Regions from separate parts of the Oryctolagus cuniculus genome. Here region 2 is linked to region 1. The links are chromatin contacts, called in public Hi-C maps. All regions are on one chromosome and are shown on one strand. The core of a region is the stretch at or near the end of the contact, and the rest is flanking DNA. Distances in the headings are between cores, read along the strand shown.

Region 1 (3,341 bases), core at 420-2,919:
TTTTCCCAGAGGTGACACTTAACAGAATTTTTAAATTTTCAAGGTCAATCACAAATATGGTCTCCATTTTGATCCTGACAAACTTCTTTTTCTACTTTATTAGATGCTCAGAAACTTACATCAGAAGTAGTTTTAGGCTTTAGTAACCAAATTTATCTCTGCATGGCTCGAAATGAAGAAAAAAAAAGCTTGGCAGACGAAGGCAATATCTAAGCTTTTACTGAGACTATTTATTTTAAATGCTGCTTATCCAACTTCAATCTATTTAATTTAAAAAGCCAAAGCAGAGCTCCAGCTACATAAGATTTAACAGCTTCTAGCTTGGCCAGCTCAGCCACTAACCAGAGCTAACCCAAGGTTTTGGTCGTTGCTTTTGCACTTCTATTTTAAATAGTAATTTAGTCCGGAAGGGACGGCTCACTCAGTTTCCCTTTTCTTCTCTTCAATCATGACTCAGAGCTGCACTTGCCCCTTCAATTTCATAATCTGACAGAACCATAGCCCTATCTCCTGGGTGCACGGAGAGGAAAACCACTTATCAGACAAAATAATTAACCAGCAACTTGTAAGGATGCTCCCGAGTTAAGATTTCTCTCCCAGCCGGGAGTTTGCTCAAGTCGTGCCCTGGCTTCTGGCGGATCTCGGGCAAGTCAGATTTTCTGCCTTGCTCTCCGAGGAGGGTACAGAAACCCCACCAGAAACCGCAACTCCAAGCCTGGAAACGTAAACCCTGACCCACGCTCGGCCACGCACTCACCAGCCGGCTGAACCTCAGGCTCAATCAATCACTTCATTAGCCCCACCTGGGCTCCATCGCCCCACCCCTCTAATGGCGGTAACAGAATCAGTCCAACTGAGGAGGAGGAGGTTCACGAGAGACAGCCAGGGGGGTTCCCGGACGCGTAGACCCCGAACGCAACCACCCAGGGGTGAGCGCTCTCGCTCCCTAGGCGAAACTCAAAGCCCAAGTTAGCTCCCTGCTCACCAGCAAGACAAGGGTTGGGCGAGCACAAGCCACGCGAACCCCTGGGGGGCGCGAGGAGCCAGGTCCACCGGGGAGCCGCGGGCGGCACAGAGGCGGCGAGAGACCAAATCCCGACCTGGCGTCCGAGCGCCCGCCGCCCACGGCACAGGGGGCGGGGAGGAGGGCTGCCCGGGCCGCACCTCGCGCCCACAGCGTCCCGGCCCGCGGTGCCACGTCCCGGCCTCCGTCCCCGCCACCCCTCACCCCACCCCGGGCCCGGGGCACAGCCTCCAGACGCCGCTCGGCTCCTCCGCCGCAGGCGCCCTCGCTGGGCCACACCTCGCACCGGGGCAGGGCAGGGGGCAGTTAGAGCGGTTGGGACAGTTGCTCCCCGGGCTGGCCGTCCCCGCACCTGAACCCAGTCCCGGCCCGGCCCGGCGGGGCCTCAGACAAGCCCCCGGGCCGGGCAGTCTCCCCAGGGACAGGCCCTACGGCGCCGCCCGCCAGGCTCGGCCTCCTCGGCAGGGGCCCCGCACCGCGGGCTCACCTCCAATGTGTCAAAAGCGCATGTTCGCCGCCGGCTGACCGACGCCTCAGCTCCGCTGGCCTGGCCAGGCCCGCCCAGCCGCTCAGCTCCGCTTCCCTCCGCAGCCCTGAGCTCCACTCCGCGCACCTCGGCACCCGGCTCCTCCCCGACACGTCAGGAGCTGCCTGGGTGTCCGAGGCCATTCTGTGACGCGCCGGGGGCGGAGTTCGGCGCATGCGCGCGAGTGCGCGGGCGCGCGGGGCGGGGCCGTGGGGAGGCCGGGGGTGCAGGGGGCCGGCACGAGCCCGACGCGCTGACGTCAGCGGGCGGCGTCCTTCTGCGCAGGCGCCTCCAGGCACCCACGACCTGCTAGTTTAGGCCGCTGCGGTTGCACGAAAAAGCGGTTCCTTGGCGGGGGGCGGGCAGAGGGGCATTTGGAATCATAGTTCAAAAAGATGGACATTTTAGGGAGTGGAAACTTAGGAGAGCCATTTTAGAAACAACCTTGCTGTGTGATGTGCAATGTAATTCTAATTTCAGGGCTCCTAGGATTGGATTGTGGGACTTTAGAGGTACAATCATAACGTGTGAGACAGGCTTGAGAGAGAGCAGGATGAGCCTCGGAGGCCCAGTTCTGCCTTTCGTGGAGATGGACCGTACCCAAGCTCAAAGGGATTAATGGGGTTTGTGGCAAGGCGAGCACCTTGAGCCAGACCGAAGGATATGGGGTTGGAAAAAAAAATGATGAGTAATGTGCCTTAGTTGTGCAATTTCTATCTGCTGGCAACTGTGCCAAACACTTGACTGGCGTTTTTTCAGCTTCCAACTGACCGCATTAGATAGCTGTTACTCCCATTTTACAAATGAGGAAACAGCACCGTGAAGTCGCCCACGGTCACTAAACTCTGAAGAAGAGGACTCAGGATGCAAACCCACCCAGTATGGATTGTCTTAACCCCGGCAACCACGCTTAACTACTTCTAGCCTTCTGCTCAGGAGGTTGGAACAGTAATAAGTTACAGGGCTAAAGCTAAGTGCTTGCTTTCACAGCATGACCTTTCTTAGTCCTCCAACGGGCCTGTGAGGTCAGAGCTGGTACCTGCTTCCTACATGCTGTAAACTAAGACCCAGGAAGCTGGGGGTTACACTCAAGCAGGTCTTCCTCCCAGGCCAGTGGCCTGGGACATCCTGGAATTTCATCCAGGCTCTTGGGCTGTGCCTCTGCTCAGGCTGATGAGCTCACAGGCAGGGAGGTCAGTCATGGAGGCTTTCCTGTGGCCCTGGTGCCAAGACGGAAAAGTCCCACCCCAAGAGGAAAAAATAAAGGCTGCAGCTCTCTGCCTCCTGGCTGAGGTGCTAGGAAAGGCGTTGAGTCATCTAATGGCAGGCTAGGCCTATCAGTAAGTGTAGACGTCATCTTCCAGCCAGCCTGCTCCTCCTCCCATGCAGCCTGCACCTAGAGCCGGTGTTTATCAGAACCGGTGTGTTGGCCTCATCTTAAGGGGTGGGCTTTGCTTGCTAGGATTCTCAGAGGCATCACAGGCCCTATACTGATGTCCTTCTTTCTTCTTGGTTAAACTTTCTCCCTGGGAGCTGGGCCCTGAGGGGCAGAGTGAGCAACGATAACTTTTGCCCAACACCCTGCTTCTGATACGCCACACCTGAGAACTGTGAAGTGGACAGGAAGGTGGAAGACAACCAGAAGAGGGGACACGAGCCCTAAGTTAGCCCTGCTCACCAGCAAGACAAGCCCTATTAGGAAGGGGTTTGCTGAGGCATGGTCCTGATACAAGGTTTTTGTTGGAATGAGCCAAAGTGTGTGTATGTGTGTGTGTGTGTGTGTGTGTGTGT
Region 2 (3,161 bases), core at 192-2,691, 42 kb before region 1:
ACCAGAGTACCAGGGTCTCTTCCCTGCGCCAGATCCTGGGAGGCAGCACTGATGGCCCAGGTAGTTACGATCCAGCTGTTAGAGACATGTGGGGAACAAGCCAGATAGATGGGAACTCTCGAAATAAGGTAAAAAATAAACGGGCCGAGGCTGCTGGCAACGCACCATCAGCTCCACGCTGGGTCTGCGCCGTGGCCCATGCCTGCTTCTGTACAGCCAGCAAGCCCGCGACGGTTTGTACATTGGAAGGGATTGTAAAAACCCCAAGAACACGGGAGCCAGCCTCCATGGCTTGCAAAGGTAAACTCACAGATCCGCTGTGTGGCCCTGGGAGAAGGGGGCGTCCGCTGTGGCTCATGCTCCTCACCCTTCCCGTCACCAGCAGTCGATCAAGCCAGTCCCACCGAGAGCCCTGGTCTGTGTACGCAGCGTGTTGCCTGGGTGGGGGCAGTTCCTTCCCCAGATGTACCCTCCCACCACAAGTGCAAGGAAGGGGTGGAACAGAAGGCCCAGCGTCACTAGGGGCCGGACACGCTGACAGCCGCACGCTCTTGTGCATTTACCCACACGTGTCTGCTCTCTGTTCTCTCCAGGCGTGGGGGCCCAATTAGCTTCTCTTCCAGCCGATCTGGCCGGCGCCAGCTGCACATCGAGGGGGCTTCCCTGGAGCTGTCAGATGACGACACAGAAAGTAAGACCAGTGATGTCAACGAGACGCAGCCACCCCAGTCCGAGTGAAGTCGCGGGAAGCCGGAGGGGGCAATGCGGTGGGACGCAGAGGAACTCGCCCCGGCGCCAGCCTGCCCGGGGCCTCCTACGCGTTTAGGAAATTGGCAAGCTACGGGACTCCTTACGAAAGATCAACCGTGTCTTAAGACTCTGCAGCCTACGCGTCCTGTATCCTGCTTCAAATTAGGCACAGCCGCTCCCCTTTTTATATATACAGACACCAGACACGCGCGTATTCCAGATTCTCCTCATCCCATCTATTTTCCATATAGTCATCGAGAGACATTTTATAACACATGTTAAGAAGAGATCCCTTTTTAAAACGAACTCCGGACCCCTGGAGGCCAGTCGCTGGGTTGGGGGCAGCCCGTGGCCGCCGCCGTCGCTCTGCATGCTCTGTCGCAGACAGATCACTTAGTTCTGTGTCCGTGTGGCCCGACTCCTCAGCCACATCAGTCGCTTAGAACATTGTGGAACCCAAACTGCACTTGTGTCTCTCATTTCCTTCGAAAAATGATACGCTGTTTCCGTGAGCAAACTGTGAAGGGGGCTTGGGAACCATCAGAGGGGTGGCTGCACTGGGGCTGCCGCGCCCTCCAGTTGACAGTGTCCCTGAGTCCACCCACGTGAACTGTCCAGCCAGGGCTGGTGTGGGCATTGAGGGTGGAGGCCCCAGGTGGCAGCCAGAGCCTGGTGGCGCTCAGTCTTCCCAAGGCTCCCCCCTCGCCAGCCAGGCCCCCATGCCGACCTTGCAAATTCAGCCGCTGCTTTGAGCCCAAGATGGGAACATAGGTTTTGTGTCCGAGGCTTGTTCCAAGCTTGTCAGTGAGGTTAAGAGGACCTCAGGGACAGAGGCCACTGCCTGAATGTTGACATGCCAGTGGGGTGAATCCCTTCTCACTTTTCCTTTTCCCTCCCCTCGGGACAGTGTTACAGTGAACACTTAGCATTCTGTTTTTGGTTGATAGCTGAGCAAACTGACATTACAGAAAGTGCCTTAGACACTACAGTACTAAGACAATGTTAAAATATATTATTTGCCTCTCAATAATTTAATGTATTAAGTTTTAACTGTGCTTCATATCATGTACCTCTAGTCAAAGTGGTATTACAAACATTCAGTGACAATGAATCAGTGTTAATTACAAATCCTTGATCCTCTGCAATGTGCTTGAAAACACAAGCCTTTTGGGTGAAAAGCTTTAACATCTGTTAGGCAGAACTCGTCGTGTGGGTTTGGAATCTTTGAGTTTCCCCTTTATGAACTGTCCTGGCTGTTGACCACCAGACACCTGACTGCAAATATCTTTTCTTGTATTCCCATATTTCTAGACAATGATTTTTGTAAGACAATAAATTTATTCATTATAGATATTTACGCCTGCTCTGTTTACTTGGAGAGAAAAGCACCCATTAAGAATGAACAGACCTCAATAAACGAGAATAATCACGTGACCATGGAATCTTGTTTTCACCTTCTGTTCTCAGCTTTCCGTCTCTGATCGGATTGGAGGGTGGCTAGCTATGCAGACTTAAATTGACACCACTGGCCCCCTTTCCTCCAGGGGCACTGTCTCCCAAAAACTGCCGAATGGCAGACCCATTCCCTGGGCAATCCTGACTCCAGGCGGCCTCCAGGGGAGATGCACCCAGGAGGAAGAGAGGGCCTGAGGGCAGGGGCTGGAACCCAGCTGTCAGGGGAGCAATCTGGGAGTGACACTCACTACCGAATCTGCGCAATCTAAAGGGTCCCGAGCGGGCAGAATGCACACTGAAAACAAAGCTTGGGGCTAGTGTTGTGGTGCAGGGGCTTCTAACAGCCACCTCTTAGAAAACCAGCACCGGTTCAAAGCCAGCTGCTCCACTTCCAGTCCAGCTCCCTGCTAATACACCTGGGAAGGCAAACTGGACCCCACGTGGGAGACCACAATGGAGTTCCTGGCTGAGCTTCAGTCTGGCCCAGGCCTAGTTGTTGCAGGCATCTGAAGAGTGAACCAGGGGTGGACGATCTTGGTCTCTTTCTGTCCCTCTGCTTTTCAAATAAATCATACAAAAAAAAGATAAGCTTATTTTGGAACAAAAGTTGAAATCCATATACACATAATACACATTTTCCATGAATGTTTTTCCAAATTTCTTGGGTAGATTTCAAAATATTTTTTCTCCCAGGGATGGGTAAAGTTGGTGACAGAAAGTACGCCCTGAAGCCAGTGGACACGCGATCCCCACCAAGGCAGTTTAGTGTCAAACAGTGCACTGAGATGTATGGGCAGAGCACTGGGGTTCTGCACGCCGGCCCGGAGTGAAAACTGCCCTCATCTGAACCTCTCAGTGAAGGGGGAGGCTGGCCCCAGGCCTTCCCGCGCTCCTCACTGCCACACTCCGGCGGGGAGCTAGCCGGCTGCTCAGGCTGTGACACACACAGTGCAGCG

The links. Hi-C and Micro-C count contacts between places; a contact is called where the count stands out from the background.
Region 2: a Hi-C map of an unstated tissue shows a contact between it and region 1, with 2.5 times the contacts expected there. The contact joins the enhancer-like site here to the promoter of NDEL1 in region 1. A contact is called at or near these places in 2 of 6 Hi-C or Micro-C datasets (ear pinna and an unstated tissue).

The regions. Positions count from the first base shown.
Region 1 is chr17:52,880,806-52,884,146 of mOryCun1.1, reverse strand. It overlaps NDEL1 (nudE neurodevelopment protein 1 like 1), which reads right to left and starts at 1,669. Exons shown (of 10, transcript NM_001082020.1): 1 at 1,512-1,669.
Region 2 is chr17:52,922,636-52,925,796 of mOryCun1.1, reverse strand. It overlaps MYH10 (myosin heavy chain 10), which reads left to right. Exons shown (of 42, transcript XM_070061373.1): 42 at 594-2,184. The coding sequence ends at 738. Among named protein-coding and RNA genes, the nearest start is that of NDEL1, 42 kb to the right of the region's middle. Within about 2 kb of position 1,441, at least 1 of the 8 cell types and tissues checked has an H3K27ac peak or open chromatin away from gene starts, as enhancers often do. A contact at or near this core is called in ear pinna, where this site is marked.